Regions from separate parts of the Callithrix jacchus genome. Here region 1 is linked to region 2. The links are chromatin contacts, called in public Hi-C maps. All regions are on one chromosome and are shown on one strand. Each heading gives the region's core, a stretch centred on a gene start, on an enhancer-like site or on the middle of the called end of the contact. The rest is flanking DNA. Distances are from core to core; before and after follow the strand shown. Region 1 overlaps STIM1 (stromal interaction molecule 1). Region 2 holds the start of STIM1 (stromal interaction molecule 1).

What was found. A called contact is a pair of places that touch in the nucleus more often than the background predicts.
Region 1: a Hi-C map of skeletal muscle shows a contact between it and region 2, with 11 times the contacts expected there. The contact joins the enhancer-like site here to the promoter of STIM1 in region 2. A contact is called at or near these places in 3 of 3 Hi-C or Micro-C datasets (induced pluripotent stem cells and skeletal muscle).

The regions. Positions count from the first base shown.
Region 1 is chr10:69,510,909-69,517,944 of calJac240_pri, reverse strand. STIM1 (stromal interaction molecule 1) reads right to left here. Exons shown (of 14, transcript XM_078340350.1): 7 at 2,529-2,706. Among named protein-coding and RNA genes, the nearest start is that of RRM1, 30 kb to the left of the region's middle. Within about 2 kb of position 3,709, at least 3 of the 16 cell types and tissues checked have an H3K27ac peak or open chromatin away from gene starts, as enhancers often do. A contact at or near this core is called in skeletal muscle, where this site is marked.
Region 2 is chr10:69,279,027-69,285,739 of calJac240_pri, reverse strand. STIM1 (stromal interaction molecule 1) reads right to left here and starts at 1,266. Exons shown (of 14, transcript XM_078340350.1): 1 at 533-1,266.

The DNA of each region.
Region 1 (7,036 bases), core at 2,460-4,959, 230 kb before region 2:
TTGAAACTCAATGAAATCATAACTAGAATGTACATGTAGAATTATATTTATTCACACAAATTATCAGGAACTCTGTAATAAAGCTCTGTGACAGCTGGCAATGCAGGTCTGTTAATATAAGGAGGAAAAAGCTGGTGTGTGGGCTCTGGACACTCAATGGAGGATACATGTGTGCATGTGCCCAAGCCTGTCTCTAGGGGGACAAGGGGAAGGGTGTCTTTGTCTCTTTCTAAGTGTTGCAGTGGTCATTTAGCTCTGGAAGCCTTGGGGAGCATGGAGTGCTAGGAGCTTAGTTTTATCCCCAAACTTGGAATGTCTCCTGCCTAGATTCTTTTGCCTTTGGAATGGAAACAGTACATGTTTTTCAAACAAATGAGGTATGGGAACTGCTCAGACAGCAGCAGTTAGCCCCTAATTGGCAATGGGCCCAAGAACAAGGGGCCCAGCAGAGTAGCCAGGAATCAGCTTAGAGATTAGACCCCCCTTGCTCCCTAGAAGCCCAACCCATGGAAATAAGGCTACTACCTTAGTAAAGGTAGCACCCTGGAGTGTCAAAATTCCTAATTCACTACTTACTGATATGTGAGCCTGAGCAAAGCACTTACCCTCTCTGAGCCTTCATTTCCTCAACTCTAATAGTACCTACTTCAAAGAGCTGTAGTGATTAAAAGCAATAATGCTTTTAAGTATTTAATACCTGACTCACAAGAAGTCTTTTCCCACCCCTCCAAAGAAAATAGTGTCTATCATTTAAAAATAACACAATGACTGGGCACAGTGGCTCAGGCCTGTATTCCCAGCACTTTGGGAGGCTGAGGTAGACCTCTTGAATCAGAAGTTCAGGAAAAACCTGGGCAACACAGCAAGACCCATATCTACAAAAAAATTTTTAAAAATTAGCCGGGCATGGTGACATGCACCTGTGGTTCCATCTATAAAGGAGGTTAAAGTAGGAGGATCTCTTGACCCCAGGAGGCTGAGGCTACAGTGAGCTATATTCATGATATTGAACTTCAGCCTGGGCAACAGAGCAAGATCTTGAATCAAAAAAATAATAATAAATAGAAATAAATGCAAAGACAAGACTTCATTTCCTTTTACATGGATTCCTGCAAAGACTTCCCAACTAGAGTCCCTATGCTTCCAGAATTTTTCTAAAAGACAATCCTGAATAAGTCTCTCCTCTTCTTGAAAACAAACACCAAAAAAACCTGATTTGCTTTCTGCATCAAACTAACTTCCTCACATGCATCTTAAGGTCCCAGGGATCTGGCCCCACCCTTTACACTCAATCTTAACACCCAGGACCTCCCCACCCATCTTTCAAGGCCACCTCCTCAGAGTCCCACATCCACTCATCCACCTCTTTGTCTTTCTAGTCATTAGAGTTCTTATCCTATTAGCTGAGTCTGGAACTGAGTCTGTATTAAGTGTGCTCTCACAGCTGCTTCTTGTGGGTGTGTAAATTTTGTTTCCTCATGAACAGTGAATTTCTTCCCCCCACCCTTTTTTTTTTTTGAGATGGAGTCTTACTCTGTCACCAGGCTGGAGTGCAGTGGTGTGATCTCGGCTCACTGCAACATCCGCCTCCCGGGTTCAAGCTATTCCCCTGCCTCAGCCTCCCAAGTAGCTGGGACTACAGGTGCACACCACCACGCCCAGCTAATTTTTGTATTTTTAGTAGAGATGGGTTTTCACCATGTTGGCCAGGAGGGTCTCGATCTTTTGACCTCGTGATCCGCCCGCCTCGGGCTCACAAAGTGCTGGGATTACAGGTGTGTGCCACTGCGCCCGGCCCAGGAACAGTGAATTTCTTACAACTGCCATCATAAAACTGGTTCCTAGATGTCAGGAAGCACACTGACTGACTGACTGACTGACTGACTGACTGACTGGCACTCTTTTCACAGCCAAATCTTCCGCCATAGTTTTGAAGTCATATTTTATTTCAACGGAATCCCAGACCATCTGAGTTAGAAGTGTTCTCCAAGGAGAGTTTAGCATTCTCCTAGGTCAATCCCTTCATATTACCAATGAGGACATAAGTCCTGGGAGGGAAAGAGATTTAACCAAAGTCATACAGCAAGTCAGTGTTGATCAGATTTAGATTCCATGTAAGAAAGAACTAAGGACAGTAAGAAGGAAGGTCTGTGAAGTTTCTTTGGGGAACAGTAAAGAACAATTAATTATATCTATTTATATGCTAAGAGAAGCAGTCCAGAGACAGGATGAAGTTAGAATGACCTCCTAACAAATGATGGGAAGCTCAAGACCTCTGGCAGCTACACATTCCTCCCTCTGAAGCTAAGAAGCAAAAAAGATAGAAACAAGCTTCTTCCCAGGAGGAATAACTGCCCAGGATAATTGGAATATCACCCTAGAGTTGCAATACACTTTTGGAAGGATGACACAGCCTGGGCTGCCATGTTGGCAAGGTCTCAGGGTCCGAGTGGCTAATACCCAGGTGGAAATGGGAGGTTCCCAAGAGATGGCAGGGCCTTACCTTTCCTGGAGGGGCAGGGCCTTACCTTTCCTGAAGGTCATGCAGACTCTGCTCAGCTCGGTGTAACCCCTCCAAGTCTTTCATCATCTTCTTCATGTGCTCCTTGGAGTAGCGGTTCTGGATATAGGCAAACCAGCAGCCGCCCACACCAATAACGATAGACACCACCAGCATAAAGTCCTTGAGGTGATTATGGCGGGTCACTGCCAGAGAGGGGAGGACATGGTGAGTCAGGGTGCCCACTGCACACTTAGCCTTGCAAACTCCACTGCATCCCTCCTCTATGAAGCCCTCCATGACAGACACACTTTCCCACTGAGGAGGATTTAGTTTCTCTTCTTAGACACATACTTGCCATACACTATTATAGTAAGCTCTGTGTCTGTCTCTCTGCTAGCCAAGGCTTTGTTTAGAAATGAGAAGCCTTATAGCAATACGAAATGCTTATTAAATCACACTTCCATAAGATGCAGTGAAGACGAGAGAACCAGTGCCTTCTCAATATACCTCAGCCATCTCTCGGCTAGGATGAGCCCATATGCCCAGATGTAGTGTCTTCCGTCCTACAGGGTAGGCAATTCTTAAGTGCTACAGCAGGTAAATGGAGATGGCTGGTATAAAGGATATAAAGCAACGTCACCAGAGCCTCAGGTCTGGCTATAGGACTGAAATCACTATAGGAACTAGGTCTCCTGGACTACCAGGCCATTCTTGGCACAGATCAGGGAAAGGTCCAGAAGTCTCAACCAATGGAGAACATTTCTAGGCTATTGTAAAATCCAGAGACTAGGTAGAACAGGATAGCATCAAGAGATTGGTATGATGAGACATTATACCTATCAACAATTGAGGGCCAGTGCTATTTCCAGAGAACACCTGGTAGCAATTCAGTGAAGCACAAGGGCCCCAGCCATCAGTTGGGATTCAAAGAACGCCCAGTGTCCAGAGCAAAACTTAAATGCTAAACAAAAAAAAGACACCAAAAGATAAAAAGCAAAAGCCATATCCTAAAAACTTAGCCAGTCAGGACAGAGGCACTTCTGAAACTAACATTGTTCCTGGTGTACCAGATCTGGGCTCTGTGCCACAGCACAAGAGACTTGAAAGGGGCATTATAAGGAGACGGCTGTCAGGAGACAGAAATTCTCTGTCTAGGTCGTGCTGTGGGCTCAGAGGAGCCCTAGATGTGAGAGTCAGGGAAAGAGGAAAAAAAGAGTTTTTGCCAGGGCTAATGACATAACTGTGTACAGTAAGTTGCCCTTAGACAGCTAAGGAGGAGGTAAGACTGGCATGATCCTTGGACAGAGTAAGGATATGGGGCCGGTGGAAATCCAAAAGGACCCAGGTAGAGCCACCAAGTTAAGGGAGGGTCAAGACACCAGAAAAAGAAACCATATGATACTGATGCCCATATTTGACAAAAAGAGTTAATATTATAGCTCCTTACAGAAAGGCTAAACAGCAGAAAATGAGGATGAGATGGGACCAAAGACAGATTAACACATCCTATTTCCACTCAAGGGAGGGGAGTTACTAGGTCAGAGTGGTGGCCATGTCACTCATATGTTTATTCCAGGCTCTCTGAAAGAAAACTGAGGGTCCTCTAGTGGCTATCCCCTAGCCTCCAGGCAGGCTACAAGTCTAGCCATACTCAAGCCCTCACTCTCCTGTCTTTCAGGTTCCAAGAGGAGATATTTCTGCAGCACAGTGAGTTGCCTTCCTTTCTAGAACATACCTGCCTCCTCCACAACCACTACCAGAGCCTGGGGTACTCTTCGTCTCCCCTATTTGTTAAGGACTTTTAATCTTTGTTTCCTAGGGTTTCTCAACTTCAATATCCCCTTTATATTCTTACCAAAAGTCAACGGTATCCTTGTTCAAACAAGACTCCATGCAACAAGCACCTTCCCCTATTCCAATACTTCAGAGTACTTAAGGTGGGCATGCAAATTGGGCCCAGTAATTTCATTTGGTTTCTTATTCTACCTTATCCAGGTCAATTTGGAATCAGATCTATTATTTTTCCCAGCTTCATATTCTCATCCAAGTCATGAATAAGAATACTGAATAACCAAGGCCAAGGATAAGGTCTAACAGTGAGTCCCTCCCTCTAAGGTAATATTGTTTCTATCACCTATCAGTACCCACTGGATTCCTCCAACCAGTTTTGACTCTACTTAAATATACAAATATCCATCCTATCCAATCCTCTGCCTTGTCAAATGCATAGCTAAAGTCCAGAAATATTACAGGCCACATCCATGAGCTACCAAGCCTGGTAGGAAGAAGATGCGTCTAACATGGTTGATTTACTCTTTAAGGTTCCTAGTGATCATCACTGGACTATATATGCCAGTGCACAGTGTATAACATCAACCAGCATACAGAAGTCATTCAATAAATCTTAGAAGGATTGATTCTTTACTAACAAGCTTCAAGTACAATAATATCTCCCTTCCCTTAATCCATACAAAAAAGGAAGGGAAATAGAGAAAATATAAAACCTATCAGGAATTTATATTCATCATTTCTTATCCTCACAACTACTAGGTAAAATAGGTTATTAGTATTCCCATTCTGTAGACCAAAAAACTGAGATTCTGTAAGGGATACTGACTTGCTAGAGTTCATAAAAAGTGACACAGCTGGGTTTAAATCCAGATTTACCCAACTACATTGTCTTTCTGCTACACCACACTTCCTCATTACAACTTTCATATTCACACAGCAAATATTGTTTCTGTTTTGTTACAAGCAAACATGTCTTACAGTGGAGATGTCTATATGGCCCTGATCTAGCTCAAGCTAGATTCTTGGAACTCTTGACACTAAGAGTTCCAGGACCTGAGTTTTCCCCCACACAATATCCTGTAAACTGATAGTGGCATTGCAGTCAGAGCAGTGAAGACCCAAAGGCCAAATAATCAGGCCTTAAGATTAAACATAAGGTCTGTGTACAGAAATTCTTGTGCTATCAAGGGAAGTATCCCACACTAAGTATTAGGAAGCCTGATTCTATGCTTGCCTCTGTCCCAATTGGTTATGAAATTTGCTTCCCCTATCTAGACCTCAGCTTCCTCAGCTGTAAAATGCAATACCACAGAATTACTAAAGAGACAGAACGGGTGATTACTAACAAGACTGAATGTGTAGGTATAAATGACAGCACTGTGAGGTGTCTTAGAAATATTCAGATGGACATACCAGGAGATAATTAAGAATGTGGATGTGAGCCGGGCATGGTGGCATACAGCTATAATCCCAGCACTTTGGGAGGCTGAGGTGGGGGGAATCACCTGAGGTCAGAAGTTCGAGACCAGTCTGGCCAACATGGTAAAACACTGTCTCTACTAAAAATACAAAAATTAGCTGGGCATTGTGGCAGGCAACTGTAATCACAGCTACTCAGGAGGCTGAGGCAGGAGAATTGCTTGAACCCAGGAGGCGGAGGTTGCAATAGGCCAAGATTGCACAATTGAACTCTAGCCTGTACGACAGAACAAGACTCTGTCTCAAAAAAAAAAAAAAAAGAAAGAAAGAAGGAAAGAAAAGACCAAACCTACATTTCACTGGTGTGAAAGTGTCGGGGAGAATGGAACCAAGTTGGAAAACACTCTTTAAAATATTATTCAGGAGAACTTCCCCAACCTAACAAGACAGGCCAACATTCACATTCAGGAAATACAGAGGACACTACAAAGATACTCCTTGAGAAGAGCAACCCCAAGACACATAATCGGCAGATTCACCAAAGTTGAAATGAAGGGAAAAATGTTAAGGGCCAGCCAGAGAGAAAGGTTGGGTTACCCACAAAGGGAAGCCCATCAGACTAACAGCGGATCTCCCAGCAGAAACCTTATAAGCTACAAGAGAGTGGGGGCCAATATTCAGCATTCCTAAAGAAAAGAATTTTGAATCCAGAATTTTATATCCAGCCAAACTAAGCTTTATAAGTGAAGGAGAAATAAAATCCTTTACAGAAAAGCAAATGCTGAGAGATTTTGTCACCACCAGGCCTGCCTTACAAGAGCTCCTGAAAGAAGCACTAAACATGGAAAGGAACAACTGGTACCAGCCACTGCAAAAACATACCAAATTGTAAAGACCATCGACATTATGAAGAAACTGCATCAACTAATGGACAAAATAACCAGCTAGCATCATAATGACAGGATCGAATTTACACTTAACAATAGTAACCTTAAATGTAAATGGGCTAGATACTCCAATTAAAAGACACTGACTGGGAAATTGGATAAATGGTCAAGACCCACTGGTGTACTGTATTCAGAAGACCCATCTCATTTGCAAAGACACACACAGGCTCAAAATAAAGGGATGGAAGAATACATACCAAGCAAATGAAAAGCAAAAAAAAAAAAAAGGCAGAGGTTACAATTCTAGTCTCTGACGAAACAGACTTTAAACCAACAAAGATCAAAAGACAAAGAAGGGGATTACATAATGGTAATGGGATCAATGCAATAAGAAGAGTTCACCATCCTAAATATATATGCACCCAATAGAGAAGCA
Region 2 (6,713 bases), core at 17-2,516:
ATATTTTAAATGCGCACAGCCAAGAGACAAGACTACCTAAGGGAAGGGTGGGACTAGGGTTCCCACGGTTGTTGGAATAGGCACACCTGAACACCAGGCTTTCAGGCAACTGGGTGGCCCAGCCTTAACTTTCCCTTTCCAACATAAGTAGCCCCAACCTCCCCCATGCTGCTCAGTACTAGAACTAAGAGCAATGGATTTATCATCTCACCAGACCATTCTTCCAGACAAGTAGGCCTGAGATGGGGTCTTTCCTTGCTGATCTAAAAGGTCAAGGTGCCCCAAAGGCTTCCTCTTACTGCCAACAAAAAACATCCTGGCGGGGATGAGGAAAGTTGTTCGGGAGAGATAGAGACATTTGTCATGACTCCTAACCAAAAAGAACTTCTTGGACTGTTTGGAACAGGCAGTGCCATGTGTGGATCCTCCATGAACCTCACATGTACAAACCTAGGTTTCAACTTGCCCACTTCGGGCCACTCAGTTCTGAGCCAAAGACTCTAGCCCAGTCCAGCCCGCAGCAAGGCCTTACCTGCTGCAGTGGACTCCTCAGAGTTGGCCCCCGAGCTGGTTCCTGTCGCCTTCTCGCTGTGACTATGGCTGAGGCTCTGGCCCTGGTGCAGGAGGAGTCCCCAGAGGAGCCACAGGGCAAGACGGGAGCATATATCCATGACTCTAGGTCTCAGTCAACATGCGTCTGATGTGGACACCTTGGGATCCCAGAGGCAAAGTCAGGAGCCCGGGAGTGCAGCCGACGTCTCCAGGCAAGGCACCCTCGCCGCTCCGCAGCTGTCTACCCGCGGGCCGGCCCCCTCCAGCAGCCAAAGGTCAAGTGCTCCAAGTTTGAGTGCGGGAGGAGGGCTGGCTCCTCAGGTTCAATAGTGGGTCCGCAGGGGCTGCGGGCGGCCTGAGCTCGTGCCGCTTCCGGACAGTTTGGGCAAGGTGGCTGCGGGGACGCTGTCAGCTCCGCAGCCCGCTACACCCCTGCGTGAAGGGACGGCCGGGGTCTCCGCGGGCACAGGAGTTGGTGGAGGAGGATAGAGAAGAGAAGCGAGGCGAGAAGGGGGCACCTGACCTTGCCCTGCCGAAGGGAGGCGAGCCCCAGAAGCTGGGGAGGGAGTGCGACCCGCAGGGTCCCGCGGGCGCGGGCGGCTCCGGGATACTGGGCCTCCTAGGCCGAGGTCAGCGCCCCCGCCCAGTCCCGTGCCCAGGAGGCTGGCGGTGCCCAGGTCCAGCAGGCGGACGCGCACGGGCCAGGCCCAGGACAGCGGCTCCCAGGCAGGCGGGCGGGCAGCACGGGGCGGGCCCGGGGCGGGCGGGGGCGTGCTTTCCCGCGGGCCCGCCCCGCGCCGCCCGGCCCCCAGCGAAGCTCGGGCCCGCCCCAACCCCCGGCTGGATGCCGGAATAACTGGTGGTGACGGCCCCCTGGAGTCCCCAGCCCCCGGTGGGTTCTCTCGGACCCTGGGCTCGCACTAGTCGTTGCCAGGACCCCCCTCCCGCTCCAAGGACCAAGTCCCAGCCTCCCTTTCACCCTCCAGAGTCTCCCGCGCCAACCGCCGGCCGGCGGGTCCCTGACCCTCAGTTGCTCAGGTAACTCAGGCCTGCGGCGGCGGCGGCGGCGGCAGCGATAGCAGCCGCCCTGCCCCGATCTCCAGGCCGTGGTGCTGCTCCACTCGCCTCAGCTCTAGAGCCGGTCTGAACAGACTCCCGGGACACAACGGTAGCCTCCCAGGAGCCACCTGAGGCGACAACAGCCCGGCCCGCCTCGGCCCGGGGACGAGCTCCCAGCCCCCCAACTCCCGGCCAGTTCCCAGGCCCCGCCTTCCCGCCGCGTCTGACTACCAATCGGCTTCCGCCTCTCTGCGGCTTAGGAACCCGCGCTCTTTGTCGCCCATGCGCAGCGGCCCCTGGTGGGAGAATCGGCGAACTGCAGGCAGGACTTGCGCTCCTTGGAGGTCCTGCTCTTTTGCAAGAGGGTTGGGGAAGGAAGCTAGGACGCGCCCCGGGGGAGGCCCACTAGGACCACTGGGGCCTGCGAGTTTTTTTAAGAGGAAATTATGATGTCAGAAAGCAAAATGAAATGTCCAAAGCACTCTAGCTAAAATTCCTCTACACATTCTTTGAGTCTGAGCCAAAGGGTGCCATCTGTCTTCCTGACCACGCCTCCTCTCCCCTCCAAGCTAAGTGGGATGCCCTCCCTTAGCTCTCACAGCCCGTTTTCCTACCTGCCCCTCAAGCTCCTAGCCCTTTAAGGTTTTTTGGTGGGGCCTGTAAATGCTTCCTCCCTTCATCTCATTCTCCCAGCTACCTCTCTGTGTCGCTGGCTGGAGGTGTCAGCAACTTGAGAATGAGTGCGCCAGAGAGCCACGCCTAAGCCTCCTTCAACAAAGCCTGCACTTCCTGTTCTCAAGCGTGCTGTCAGCAGATCTGGACTGAAACCTCCTCTTTGCCCTACCCTGTCCTTGGCATCAAGGCAGGGGAAGGGATTATGCCCAGTCCCTCCTCTGACTGACAGTGCTAAACCAGCTACCTGTTCTGAGCAAGCCCTTTGAAGACTGGGAACACGGATTTGCCCAACAGCTGCCTGGCTTAAGGGTTAGGCGGTCGATATAAAAATACATGGCCAACGTCACCTACTACCACTCTCCCGGCTCTATTAAGCTCCTGTTACACTAGCTTTAAGTGCCCAAAGACGTCAGACTCAGCCACCTTACAGCCTTTGTAACTGCGGTTGCTTCTGCCTGAAACACTCTCCCCAGCTCCCAGTTCCTGATGTAGCTGGTCTCTCATTCTTCCAGATACAGCTCAATGTCTCTCCTTAGAAGCTTTTACTCTGCCCACACCTCCAAAATCAGTCTGTGGCCAAAACTGGACCATACACGTGTCTGCCCTTCCCTCCATAGATAGTGATTGCCACTTTTCAGAGGTCAGAGGCTGTGCCTCATTCATCTCTGTGACACTAGGACCCAGCCATAGACACTAGGACCCTGCACACAGTAAGTGCTCAGTAAAAGCTGGATGACATGAGTTAATTCATTTGAACACTCAAATACTAAAAACTAATAATCAATACCAGAACATTGGAAAATTGTCCAGAACAGTTGAACCCCTGACCTAGGTTTTACTAGACCTATTCTCTGAGCCAGGGGTCTTAAATTCAAATGGCAATGTGGGCAGTAGGTAATATGATTAAGAAAAGTAAGTGGAAGTAATGGGGAGTGGTGAGGACTGTGGAGAGCAGGCAGAAAGGTGGACCTAGTATTGCTGGAGTGTCATTAAGAGAAGATGGGGCTGGGTGCAGTGGCTCATACCTCTAATCCCAGCACTCTGAGAGGCCAAAGTGGGTGGATTACTTAAGCCCATGAGTTCAAGACCAGCCTGGGAAACATAGTGGGACCCTATCTCTACAAAAAAAAAAATTTTTTTTTTTAATTAGCCAGGAGTGGTACCTGGCGTCTGTGATCCCAGCTACTCAGGAGGCTGAGGTGGGATGATTGCTCAAATCCAGGAGGTCAAGGATGCAGTGAGCCATGATCACACCACTGTACTTCAGCCTGGGCAACAGAGCAAGACCCTGTCTCAATTTTAAAAAGAGAGAGAAGATGGAAATCTGGACTTTCATATTACATATCCTTTTTAAAAAATATTAGCAATTCACTTAAAAGGATAAAACCTTATATAGGCCACATAAAACATGTCTGCAGCCCAAATTAATCACTCAGACTGACAGTTCATCATTTCTACCTACCAGCTCTCCTGCCTGTGCATTCATTTGGCTAAGAGAACATGAAAGAAAAGAACAAAGTAAAGCATGTTTAACACAACTTCCTTCAAACTTGACTACAGCATTTCTTTTCACCACCATATGATTTCTTCGGGGTTATGGGCGCTTATCTATTTGGTACAACAAACAAATCTTAGAGACAGGAAGTCAGAGCCTCTTACCAATTTACACCAAGACCTTAAACCTCTTGGAGCCTGTCAAATTTCCTGTGACACTAAAATGGTGTCTAGGAACTAAAAATAGTTACTGTGATGTACCAATTCCAATTCTGGGTATATACCCAAAAAATGAAAGCAGGGTCTTGAAGAAAATTGTACACACCCATGTTCATAACAGCATTATTCACCACAGCCACAAGGTGAAAGCAACCCAAGTGTTTGTGGATGGATGAATGGATAAACAAAATATGGTATATACATACAATGAAATACTACTCAGCCTTAGGAAAGAAGGAAATCCTGACCATGCTACAACATGGATGAACCTTGAGGACAGTCTGCTCAGTGAAATAAGCCAGTCACAAAAGGATAAATACTGTGATTTCATTTATATGAATGTACCTAAAGCAGTCAAAATCATAGAGACAGAAAGTAGAGTAGTGGTTGCCAGTGACTGGGGAGAGGGGAGAGAACAGATAATGGGTATAGTTTCAGTTTTACAAGATGAAAAGAGTTTTGGAAATTGGCTGCACAACAATGTGAATGTACTTAACATGACTAAATTGTACACTTTAAAATGATTAAGATGGTAAAATGTATGTATATAGATATAGATATATAGATATATAGATTTTTTTTTTTGAGATGGAGTCTCACTCTGTCACCAGGCTGGAGTGCAGTGGTTCGATCTTGGCTCACTGCAACCTCCGCCTCCCAGGTTCAAGTGATTCTCCTGCCTCAGCCTCCTGAGTAGCTGGGACTACAGGCACGTACCACCATGCCCAGCTAATGTTTGTGTTTTTAGTAGAGATGGGGTTTCACCATGTTGACCAGCATGGTCTCGATCTCTTGACCTTGTGATCCGCCCACCTTGGCCTCCCAAAGTGCTAGGATTACAGGTGTGATCCTGTAATGGCACCTGGCCATTTATTTTATTTTTATATTTTCCTGATAGCAGTAACTTAATTTTATTTTATTTCTTTTTATTTTTAATTGTGGTTAAAAAATACATAACAGGCTGGGTGAAGTGGCTCATGCCTGTAATCCCAGCACTTCAGGAGGCCAAGGCCGGCGGATCACTTGAGGTCAGAAATTTGAAAACAGCCTGGCCAACATGATGAAACTCCATCTCTACTAACAATACAAAAATTAGCTGGGCATGGTAGCTGAGGCAGGAGAATTGCTTAAACCTGGGAGGCAGAGGTTGCAGTGAGCTGAAATCATACCAATGGACTCCAGTATGGGTTACAGAGTGAGACTCCATCTCAAAAATAAAATAACAAATAAATGGTACCTGGGAGCCAAAGCCACAGCCTGGGCAACAGGAAGAACATTCTGGTATCTTCTCTGCCTCCAAGATCACTATGTGACACTAGTAAAGTCACTTCCCCTCTGATTTCAGTCTCCCAATTATAAATAGGGCAGCTACCAGATTACTGACCCAGTGCAGCTTTAATATTCTACAAAATTTTAAAATCCTGAAACCTAATAGATCTTCCTGGATCAGAAACTGTGACCCTGATCTCTAAAGCCCCTATGCTTCATCGTTCTGAAAGTGTGGCCCTTGCAAGAACCCAGGTATATTCTGGGGCTCACACCTAAAATCCTAGCACTTTGGGAGGCTGACACGGGGGGATCACTAGAAACCAGGAGTTTGAGACCAGCCTACGTAACATAGTGAGACTATCTCTACAAAAAGATACAAACATTAACTTGGCATGGTGGTATGTCTCTGTAGTCCCAGCTACTCAGGAGCCTGAGGCAGGAGGATAGCTTGAGCCCAGGAGGTCAAGGCTACAGTGTGCTATGATTTGCCACTGCACTCCAGACCCAGTGACAGAGCAAGAATATGTTTAGAAAAAAAAAAGGACCCCTCACCATATTGTAAGCCTCAGGAGGAAACAGAGCTTTTTCCCCATCTCTCTTTTTATACATATACAGTCTATCTCCCTTGCATTAATCTTAGGGCCTTGCTTAGATGTTCTGAAGATGTTGGTTAAATCAAATTGAATTAACTAATTAGTATGCCTCCCTATTCCACTATTTGTAAGAGTTTTTGCATCTGTTATCTCATCCCTTCCTCACAGAAGCTCTGCTAGATAAAACAGGGGCTATATGGTGGTTCCCCCTTACCTGAGGTTTCATTTTTCATGGTTTCCACTACCTGAGGTCAACTGCTGTCCAAAAATAGGTGCGTATGGGATTGGGTGCAGTGGCTCATGCCTGTAATCCCAGCACTTTGGGAGGCTGAGGCAGGTGGATCACCTGAGGTTAGGAGATCAAGACCAGCCTAGCCAACATGGTGAAACGCCATCTCTACTAAAAATACAAAAATTAGCAGTGTGTGGTGTCCTGCCCCTGTAATACCAGCTACTTGGGAGGCTGAGGCAAGAGAATCGCTTGAACCTGGGAGGCGGAGGTTGCAGTGAGCCAAGATTGCACCACTGCACTCCAGCCTGGGTGACAGAGGGAGAATCCATCTCATACATAAATAAAAGGTGAGTATGGTACAATAAGATATTTTGACATAGAGAGGAAATCTATTTTATTGATCTATTTTATTATTATTTTTGTTCATCTCTTACTGTGTGCAATTTATAAATTAAGCTTTATCATAAGCATGTATGTATAGGAAAACAGTAAATATAGACTTTGATACTATCTGCAGTTTTGTGCATCCACTGAGGGTCTTGGATTATATTCTCCATGGATAAGAAGGGACTACTTTACTCATTTTATAGGTGAAGAAACAGAACCTGAGGAGATAAAGT